Regions from separate parts of the Bombyx mori genome. Here region 2 is linked to region 1. The links are chromatin contacts, called in public Hi-C maps. All regions are on one chromosome and are shown on one strand. Each heading gives the region's core, a stretch centred on a gene start, on an enhancer-like site or on the middle of the called end of the contact. The rest is flanking DNA. Distances are from core to core; before and after follow the strand shown.

Evidence for each region. Hi-C and Micro-C count contacts between places; a contact is called where the count stands out from the background.
Region 2: a contact with region 1 is called in a Hi-C map of middle silk gland, with 1.4 times the contacts expected there. The contact joins the enhancer-like site here to the promoter of LOC692674 in region 1. A contact is called at or near these places in 2 of 7 Hi-C or Micro-C datasets (middle silk gland and whole pupa).

Annotation. Positions count from the first base shown.
Region 1 is chr27:6,433,825-6,439,550 of ASM3026992v2, forward strand. LOC692674 (transcriptional activator cubitus interruptus) reads left to right here and starts at 2,059. Exons shown (of 21, transcript XM_062676509.1): 1 at 2,059-2,368.
Region 2 is chr27:6,473,788-6,479,513 of ASM3026992v2, forward strand. The region is part of intron 1 of LOC692674 (transcriptional activator cubitus interruptus); the gene reads left to right. Among protein-coding and RNA genes, the nearest start is that of LOC134201515, 18 kb to the left of the region's middle. Within about 2 kb of position 3,569, at least 7 of the 8 cell types and tissues checked have open chromatin away from gene starts, as enhancers often do.

The DNA.
Region 1 (5,726 bases), core at 809-3,308:
TTTGCAAAAATCACTTACGTTGTAAAACCTTCTTCTGTTTGTCTGTATGAAGACAACGTGACGCTAAACTTCTAATAATAAATTAAATAAGACTTGTAGACAAATTTCATTTTCTTAAATCCTTTATCCATACACACGCACACAAATACACACACACACACACGCACACACAATTATTTTACAGGTCCTTACCACGATTTTTATATTTCAGGAATTCCCGATACTTCGGAGCGGTTGCGATGACTCGTCGACTCGCCTTAACAACGTAAACCCACAGTATTGAGAGTTTTTTCTGAACACTATTCGAGTTCCAGTGGTAACACCAAAAAAACTGACTAGAAAGAAGGTTGACAGACTTTTCTGCGCCCAACATCCTATGCCAGTCTTCACTCTTCAGTCTATCCGTGATTGTGGCGCTTGCAACACGTCGATTTTGATTTATGAGGAACTCGTGAAATTTGAAAATCGGGGTGAGAGCCCATCTGCGTTATGTAGTCGTGAAAATTTAAAACAATCCTTAATAGTACATAGTTCAATACACCCAAAGATTTCCCATGTGTACCTAATCCTTAAAATAATATGAGGTATGATAATTAAACCACAATTTGTAAATTAATTTTGCGAGTAACATGTCAACTTAGGCAAGACACCAAATTCTAAGATAAATCTTTAATATATCTAGACGGATGGCAAGGTTATAAAATTTGAGTTACAGTAATTTTTGTTATTCATTAGATTCTAATTGAAGAGGTCGTGGCCTGAAGGATAAGACGTTTGGTGCATTCGTATCTTGCGACTGTGCCGGTGTTCAAATCCCGCAAGCAGATACCAATTCTTCTAATGAAATACGTACTAACAAACGTTCACGACTGACTTCCACGGTGAAGGAATAACATCGTGTAATAAAAATCAAACCCGCAAAATTATAATTTGCGTAATAAATGGTGGTAGGGCGTTTTGTGAGTCCGCACGGATAGGTACCACTACTCTGCCTATTTCTGCCGTGAAGCAGTAATGTGTTTCGATTTGAAGGGTGGGACAGCTGTTGTACTGTTAAAACTAATAATACCTTAGAACTCTTGCCTTAGGTATACGGCATTTATGTTGTCTATGCGCTCCGGTAACCACTTAACACCAGGTGGGCCGTGAGCTCGTCCACTCATCTAAGCAATAAATAAAATGTTGCAGTCAGTTTGGCTAATACAGTTATTATTAATAAAACCCGATTAGTATTCACAATATGTGCAACACTAATCAATGTATTATAATAAATACGGTCGGAACAATCAATTTACGTAGATCTTATGTTTGAGAAATTCGGTATTAGGCTTTAAACTTTAAAGTGATCTTCAAATTAGATTTCGATAAAAACTTCCTGTGCGGTAAATAGCAAAGTTACATAAATGTATCTATTTAATACTACAAAACTCGATGATATATAGATTTTATTAACACATGGAATAAATTGAAAACTATTAAAAATAAACTAAATTCAAAGGTTCGAATAATTTTTTTCAATACGTTCTTTTTTTTTCTTAAATTGATTATATCCAACTTAATATTAATTGTATTAAAAGATTCTTATTGACCAAATTAATTTTCTAGATTACCCAGATTAAGCATTATTGCCTTGAATCAACTAACACCTGCAATTAGTGTCAGACCTCCCACTCACTGAGTTATTTTAAACGTCCACTAGACTCGATAAAAAACTTTTATCGACCATGCAAATTCATGAATTATCTTTGTTTATGTTAGTGCATCATTCAGCATAGCGCTGAGGAAATGCGATTAAGACATTATCTGGTTAGCACTATCCCCGCCAGAGAGAGACAACGAAAAAATTCGTTTCCATGTTATTTGTATTGAAATAACTCTCAGTGCGAGCGGGACGTAATTATTGAAATGTCACGTTCGACGCGTGTGTAATGAGAAAACGGCTGTCTCTTTCGCTCCTGACGTTTTACAAACGTTTATTGTCATGTTACTGTCTCGTTTCGACGGGCGAGATTGAGATGGAATCGCCGTCCGTGTCCTCCCGCAGACCCGCTGGCCGGCCGCTATTACTATTCTATGTCGGCTCGGGCCGCGTCGATAGTGGACGTGTTCGTATTTTAATTGATTTGAAATCGTTATTATTTCTTAAATAAAAAAAACAAACATTTTGAAACCACGCGAACGGTTATTGCCGTGGGTGTAAAGTGACTATTTATTTATTTATCCCGCTGTGACAAATAGTTTTATTTTTGGTTTTATAAATTGACAAGTGAGCATGTGTTATGTGCGGTATTTATTATTATGCGAATGGATTGCTTTGCCGGCGATATAGTTTGACACGAGATGACCCGACTAATGAAGATATTTTTCTGTAAGTCATCTGAATTCACTTAATCGAATTTATTCTTAGTAAAAGTTTAAAATAATTCACAGCTCGACAAAAACGATTTTATGAATTACCTGTTTTTCTTTTTTTTGTTTTCAAATGTAACGCTGAAAATGCATTGAAATATATTTTTAAAAGTGACAAGTGAAGTTAAAAGTTCTGAACATGTGGCTCGAGTATTTTGTACCTGCTACGATTTTGGTCGAAAAGGGATTGGACTTTTTGTGTGTTCAAAAACAAAGGAGAGACCAGGACGACGGGGAGCCCATGTTGCAGTTCAGTCACGTTTTTCGTTATTCCCGGGATTGACCGGAGTTTTTACATTTTATATGTCACTTCTGAACAGAGAGGATTACGTATTTAACATTTCTTAAATTCAACACGTATAAGTTTTGATTCTCTGAAGCGGGACGGATGTAAGCTGAATAATGGAAGATATTATTTTGATTTATCGTTATAAGAGACGTTTTATGATTATCTTTTTTGTTAAAAAAACGAATGTGAATATTTTGATACACTGCGCTTACATTACCTATTCTATAAACTTGGCTGCATATAAATACGCAAATAAATTACATCATAGTTTCTCGTTAATTGTTAAAAAAGAAAAAGCAGAAGAATTTGTTAGATCATATCTCTAAAACCGAAACCCCAAATGCTAGTTACGTCAGATATATTATGAGATAATTTAATTTTGACCGTGAACAAAACCTGATATTATATCATTTTAATAAATATAATAATGAGATGCAGGAAATCAAATCGATAGTACAATTTTACAATGAATACAAAATCGTTACCATTTCAGCCTGTATTTTCTCGATATAGTTTGTCGAACGTAGCTTGATACGCAAGAAAGTTGGGAAAGTGACATTAGTAAGATTGGGTTCTGGTCGATCAAAAAATCCATTATCGAACGACGATGAATATTCTTTTAAATAAATCGCGTTAAATTTGACAAACAAAATAATAAAAAAAATCTTGCCTAACTTCAATAATTAACTTTTAATTCTCTGAAACATTAGATCAATTTTTCATTTTTGTTCCCCGCTTAGTATTTGACTGGTAAATCATGTACTATGTGAAGTTAAAGCCATTGTCCACCTTAAGGGATGAGATCGGGGTCGCTATTACAATCAAATACCTACTGATGATTCCAATCTTTAGAGTTTAAGCGAATCGTCTTTACACTTTCGTAATTAATTGATGGCAGAAAGGGCCATGTACTTATCAACTTTTCCTCCTACCTATGCTGATAGCCTTCCGGAGTGATGCTAACACTGGCTCTAGCAAGAGCAGTGCTTCGCAGAATCTACCACCGGATCGGAAACGCGACCCACTGAGAAGATCCGGCGAGAAACTCAGTGGGCTGTGTCTATGGGTTAATTCGCTCGTCGACGGGTTCGACGAGAACGGTTACTACCGGTACTATCAATAAGCACCGGGCTTAACATGAAAAATAAACACACATGTGACATTGTGATATTAATTATAAATGGCGGAAATATTACAAACGCGCCATTTGAAGGCAGCCGCTTGGCTGTGCCCCTGGCATTGCATCAGCAACCTCATACCATGAGAGACATTGATCATACACCATCAGGCATCGATATACTCGATAACTTATAATCAGAAAATGAAATGACTTTCTTTAAATAACAATTTTACATGTCGTTCTTCAAACGAGGCTTGCGGAGAGTACTTAATGGTAGGCAGCAACTTGGCTCTGCCCCTGGCATTGCTGTCATCTATGAGTGATGGTAACTATCAGATGGGCCATATGCTCGACTACCCACAAAGGCCATAAAAAAAATAAGATTTTAAAATACCTTAGGGTTACCGCTTAGCTTTGCTTCTGAACATTATTTATGTTCACTGGCTATGTCCACCGGTCACCGTCCTCGTCGAACCTATTGCTTACGACGAAGGGCTCAACGAGTGAATTAACCCATAGACACAGCCCACTGAGTTTCTCGCCAGATCTTCTCAGTTGGTCGCGTTTCCGATCCGGTGCTAGATTCTGCGAAGCACTGCTCTTGCTAGGGCCAGTGTTAGCAACACACCCGGTTTGAGCCCCGTGAGCTCACTTACACGTCAAGGAGAAGCTGATATAGCCTCTCAAGACTATCAGCTTAGGTAGGAAAACTAAGGCTATGTCCACAAGTCAGTAGTAGTGGTAGGTGAATTATGAGTTTGTACGCACAGGCACGTATTCACCATCACCCTTCGTATTTCTTCAAAGCAGTCATATGTTTCGGGGTAAATGATCATCCATCTGTTAGTATTAAAAAGAAATTCCGTATCCTAACGCGGGCGGCGTTATTCGCGATGTCCGGGGACCCTAGTAACAACTTACCGTGAAGTGGAATATGAAAGCCGCATTATCACGAGATACGCCTTTTCGAGATCACGCCTTTTCGAGTTCTCTTTTTTTCTGGGCCGGGGCTGACCCTTCTACGAGGTCCCCGCGCCTTAAGGAAGACGCTTGACCCCGCATAATCGGTTTTTTTTAATTGTCAAATTAGTCGGAGTGAGAAAAACATTGCTAAAATAATTTTCCAAAGCCATATTAATGTTATCGTATCAAAAATTACTAGTCGACTCCCTTAGTTTTAGAATTACCGTTCACATTTTCTGCCTGCTTATTTGAAAATTGATACTTCTGGTGACATATATGATACTCGTTTTGAGGTTATCATTACTAACTATACAGCTAATCTAAGAATGTACGATTCGCTTCGTATTGTTTTATTTCAACCCAAAAATGGCTTAGACATCATTGCAATTCCCGCCATGCACTTTTAAAATGTCAAAGTCAAACGTCAAATTTAAAAATAGAATAAACGATAAATTAAAAATCAAAGAATTCATAGATTCACGAATCGTCCCGAACTTGCACGAGTTTACCCGAAAGCTACATGTTGACCCGATCGTTTCGATCACGAACGCTTTAAGATAAAGCAATGATTTGTTTCCATCGCACACAGAGAAATTATTCTGAGATGTTATTTATTGAATTGCAAGTTATAATTAAATGTTATTGAATTGATATATTGACTATTTTTATTTTCGTTGTCGCCCGAGGACGTTTCTAGAGATTCTGAACGATGAAACACGTCAAGTTTTGAATTTATGAATCTTTATTTATGTTGTTCGAAATACCTACATCGATACTGGTACTCTTTTACTTTCTAATTGAAAAAAAAAGGGTTTAGTTAATGAATTGTTTCGAAATACAATGAAAACGGGCAAGAGGCTTCTCATAAGTAGTATGAATCTGAAGAAATTATTCGAGATGATCCCCTCATCTCCTTTTTATCATCGCACCTCCCGCCATCGGAGC
Region 2 (5,726 bases), core at 2,319-4,818, 41 kb after region 1:
CAAAATCAATAACAAACAGCAATGAAAGCAGTATCTCGACTATAAAACAAAAGGGCAGCGCGTAAAGGAATAGTGCCGGACACGAATTATCGATAATCCTACGCTTTCTTCAATAATGGCCGGGGCGGAGAACGCGCCATACAAAACGAGAACCAAGAAAACCAGGTATATTGTTATTACAAAGCGACGGATACGTGTAATGAACGCACGCACGATTGGTGTGCGCAAATTGTTAGGTGAGCGTCGGTAAACTTAAAATGAGACGTAAGTGGACTTGAGAAGTGGAAGTCGACTCCTTGTATTGATTGAAATGATGTCTACGCCTACACGCGTACGAGAGTCGCATCGAACAGATATCTATCTGCCAGTTTATGGGTGGGTAGTTATAAAAACTTTTTATGAGATAATTAAATGTAGTTTATAATAAATGTTTTTTTTCGAAAAACAATGTTCCTTGTCAAAGAAATTAGTGAGTGTGGTAAGATGGGTGAATGAGTTCACGCTTCATCTGAAGTTAAGTGGTGACTAGAATTCGTGGACCGTTCAAACGGAAACGCATGACTGTTTCGCTAGAGGAATAGACAGGGTGGTGGTAACTTCTCGTGCGAAATTACAATACCCTACCATAACGGCCGTCTGGTGTAGTGGTAAGTGACATGGTCACTACACAAGGGGGTCGCGGGTTCGAATCCCGCCAAGGGAAGATATTCGTATGATAAATATAAATGTCTTTTCCAGGGTTATGGATGTATATTAAATATATGTATGTGTATAATAAAAAATCTTACATTTATTTCCGTTATCTGGTACCTGTAACACAAGTTCTTTACGAACTTATCACGGGACCAGTTAACGTGGCGTGATTGTTAGTAAATATTTATTTATTTATAACTATGTTTCAATATTAGCCACTTTTTTTTATTTAACTTTTCATTGATTTCTCTAAATGTTCTCACAGAATGAAACTAAGCAGTAACTTCGCCGTGAAAATTGAAGTCACACATAAAACGTCGCACCGTTTTATTTCGAACGAATCATAACGATAGCGACGTGTAGCTCTCCAACGTATATAATTTAGTAAGGATTGAGTTATTAGTAGCGCGTCCCGAGATATGGGCACAAACGAGTACATGTTTAATGTTTTCGGTTTTTTCGACGACTTAATGTTCTTTTGATATGGTGTGTCAACCAAGACTTCGACATGGCAGATGATCTGGCGCGATAACGTCGTGCGTATATGCGCTCTCGAGCTGTTGCTATCAATCATGTTTGACTTGATAATCTAAAACTTCCCTTTCCCCTATGTTCCTGGTGGGGCATGTTAATAGGCTGCCTGTCTTAGTCGGGAACTAATCGTGCGTTACAAAGGTCAGAGTAATTTTAGTAGGGGATTGTATTGACGTCTATTAAAATATAGTAAGATTGTAAACTGATCTACGTGTATATGCTAATAAGATATATTTCGTTTGAAACACGCTTTTATTAGCTTAATTTTCACCAATTTCAAAGTCCGATTAATTTTAGATGTTGCAAGTGAATCAAAGACAGATGACCATATCGACGCTTGAAAGGCAAACGTGACTAAGCGACAATGCTTGAATTTTACAGTAGACTAATAATTTAAAGTTGAAATACCTGAAAACAAAATTTATTTTAACGAATCTAGCTGTAGTAGAATCTAGCTAGTAGTTGTAGGATTGAAATTATTTTAATAGACCTAGAAATATATATTTTATTTTTTGCGCATCGAATATGGTTATTGCCTATCATTTATGTATAAAGCAGTTATTGTCGCTTAGTCACGTTTGCCTTTCAAGCGTCGATATATTAATTACTCGATTGATATCGAGACAAGAATTTTTAAAATCATATTTTAGTCTATTTATTTGTAAATTGAGTCATTGTTTGGTAAGGCGATGAAATTCCAACCACTTTACCAGGTGTTTTAGTTTACAATTTTTATGGTAAGCTACGCAATGCTACCCATATCGATATGCTTGTCTCTCCCAGTGAAAGTTTAAGAATGAAATCATGTCACACGCGTACCCGTTGGATATTGGAGGCAGCGATCATCGTAAACTCTGTAGCCTACGACAATGTCCTTAATTAAACGTCGTATCAGAATTTTACCCTTACGAATCGCCTTATTTACGTCTCCGTAGCTACAGACCGGATCCGTGGGTGTAGCATCGTCGCTTTCTTACGACTCTTTTGAATTGATTAAGGCGTTTTTTTTTTTATCTCGCATTGTAGGGTAATCACTGCATGTCTTTATCGCGGCTAATGATCTCGGATTAACATGTACCGGGACGGTGTGATGACGAGTTCAAAATTTAAATTGTCTTCCCGAGTACATCGTCGATTACACGCTCGGAAACGGCTCCATCTAAAATGGTTTTTATGAATTACGTGCGTGGAGAAATTGTTCATCAAATGTTTAAATCTTTTGTAAAGGCTTTTTACGAAGGTCGAATTAGTTTCATAAGAACACAAAAGCGGTTTGAATGTTTACCCTAAATTCGTGTGATAAGTTGTTGTCGTGGCCTCCTACCAGATTCTGCTTCATATTTTTTCGTCAATTTAATTGTAATAAGTTTATCAAAGTTTCAGATCATTAACTCGGATCAAGACCCTGTGAATAGAGATCTCCTATGAGAGTCATGCGTTATTAAGAAATGTTTTCGTATAAAATACGCAGCGTCATCATCTGTTTGTTATTCAATACGAAATATAAAAAAAGCGTCCGTACTAATAACCGAGTGAGTTGCTATTCGTTCATTGGAAATTAATTAATTAATATTTTCATTTATACGTCTATATATAGTTAGGTACTTCGATTATTATATCATTAAAATTCCGGAGTGAGATCTCACTCGGACAACGGCGGCAGATCTATTTAAAAACTTAAATTCTGACAACGGTTAACTTCGTTCCATAAAAAAAATAAAAGGATATTTTTGAACATTTGAATTCGAAAGCGGGACCGCGAAACGAGTCCTAACGAACTTTAAATTTTTTTTTTTTTTTTATTCCTTTTCTCCACGCTGGCAAGACAGCATGTCGGCGCACGAGAGTCGCTTCGGGCGTTTTCGGTGTAATTTTTTTTTCTCGTAAGACTTGCCTTCGCCGAGGCTTGTTCTTGCGGGTAATGGCTTCATTATACCACACTCCAGGTCTCGGAAAGTCCTCGCAAAAACCGGCCACGCTCACAGAAAAGATAACGAACAGACTTAGTTTTGAAAAGAAAAAAGAAGTTAACTTAATTTTGAGACTAACAAATTCCTAATTCAAAATTCCTAACTTAATGAATTTGCTGTAAGTGGTGATAGGGCATTCGCACAAGCGAAGCGATACTGTCTTCGCACTTATTCATATTTCAAGGTAAGCGCGCTTATAAGCTCCAGTCACATATTACTAGATGAGCCGTGAGCTAGTTTAGCGTAATAAAAATTAAATTTTCATTATTCGTTTTATTACTTCGTCCAATACCCTTTCCATTAAATACACGACACACTTATAATTAGGCTCACAATATGAGCAATCGGAGAATTGTCATCGCTATAATTGAGTGCTATTTTATCATCACGGAGGTCCTCAATCAGGGTATGTAATGACAGGGTCTCCCGCCAGTTACTTTACCTCCGAGTCTGAAGCTTGATTCGTTTTATTTTTCGCCTTATAATTAAGTGTGCAGTTTCGAGCGCTCTCAAGTATTTCTCGGAATCAATAATTCGTACTTACGTTAACACTCAGAGATCTTTATGCCGGCAAAGATGATTTTGTGTGTGAGCAAAAAAAATTATCGAATTTCGAATTTTATGACTAAACTTAATCCCGTTCACGTTCACAACGAGATGTCGACTTCAGATTAAATAATAACAAACAACCCTCGACGTTTTATACTTGCCGAACAAAAACAACATTAATCTGTGCACAGCACGGTGTTTATCTCTATTCAGCCATTGAAAAGGTGCAATAAATATAGTGAACACACGTCGGGCAATTGAAACGCATACTACTTAATAATCGCTGGCGTGCAAGTACGCGGTTCGCACACGACTCTCGCTCCGTGTGGCCGGCGCTCGCGAGTCGAGACTCGATTTTATCGATACCGCGTGAACGTCACTTCCCCGTCACTATTTTATTGACAGCCGCGTTATGGGATGTGGCTTTAGAAACCGAATAGGATGATTGGGCGGGTTTGTTAATCTTTTTGTGTGTAATTACCGCTATTATACTATGCCTTGTTGGATCAAACGAACAAATAGTATTAATTGCGGAATATTCAATTTTTTGTTGTAAACTATTTTGCTATTTTTCATCACTTTCTTTTTCAAATTACAGACGTAAGTCCAAACAAAATGAAAACACTCGAAAAATTTAAAATATGTTAACTTAACTATGCGATTTATTATTTGTTAAATGAAAATAAGTTAATGATTCGTGTTAATGACTTAAAAATAAAATCCCGCTTAATTTTCAAAAATCGATCAGACTGAAATTCTACTCAAGAAAATTAAATTACGAACGTCAAAGAATTTCAAATTCAAAAAGGTTGAATCGAGTGAAACGGCCAGTGTTCTAATCGTTTCGATCATCAGTCACGTGTGGTCGACTGAAATCGATTGTATCGATACCGTGCGAAAACACGGTGTGACAACGCCACGGCCGGTTTGTTCGCGCCGTGTTGTACGTACATTTAATTTAATGTCCATACGTGGTCGGATCATGTGATAAGTGCGATCGGATGGATTCATGTTCGAGGGTTCCGTATTAGCATAATAGAAAAAAAAATCGATTTAATTTTAAATATTTCAATGATAACACTAATCGATTATGTGCGACCTTATTTTATGTGTAAATTAAGACGACATTGGACTCCAGTATCAATGTCATTATCCACCACGGAGAGGACAGGAAAGAATGGAGGAACATCGAATAAAAGTGCTCCATAAAGGTCACGACCCTCGGCACTGAGGAACACGATGCGAAGAGGAGGATGTGACCTCAGCCTCTTTAGGTATTGCCATATTATCCATCATCTTATTTTACCACACTCATTTTATTTTAACACGTATCTCTCTTCTTAATTCTCCAAATTTCTTCAACCTATTTGTATCTAATTAATGAATATGAATTAACAAGATCAAATCGTATAATATAAAATCACTGGTAAACCAACAACTTATTGCCGCGCAACAATGATGTCCTAAATAAACTAATTATTATCTCGTTGAAAACCGTTCTGATATAGATTCCGCATTCGCTTTGATAGATCCAACCCTAAAACATATGTATATTTGTTGACAGTACTAATAAAACGCGGATTGATTTATAGCTTTTTTTTTTTCTATTTCCCGGTAGTTGTCCATAACTGTTGAGAAGGCGGCTACGTGCGAATGTGTCTTTTGAAATACGTCCACTGAATAAAATGTTCGTAGAGTGATTTATTGATGTTTGACCTTAAAAATTTGATGCATCTTTAATTCATTGAGTTTACGTTTAGTGTGGCCACTATGAAAGTAAAATGTAATGTGAGGAGGCAGCGTCCTAAAGAGACTTGGATAGGCTGTGTAAAAGTGTATATGCGAGAGAAGGGTGTGAGTTCAGAGATAACGTATGATTGGCCTGGGGACAAGGGTGATAAGGGCAAGAAAAAGAAGACTAGTGGGACCAGAAATTATTTCAGCCGAACATTTGAAGTCCGTGAATACATAAAAAAAACA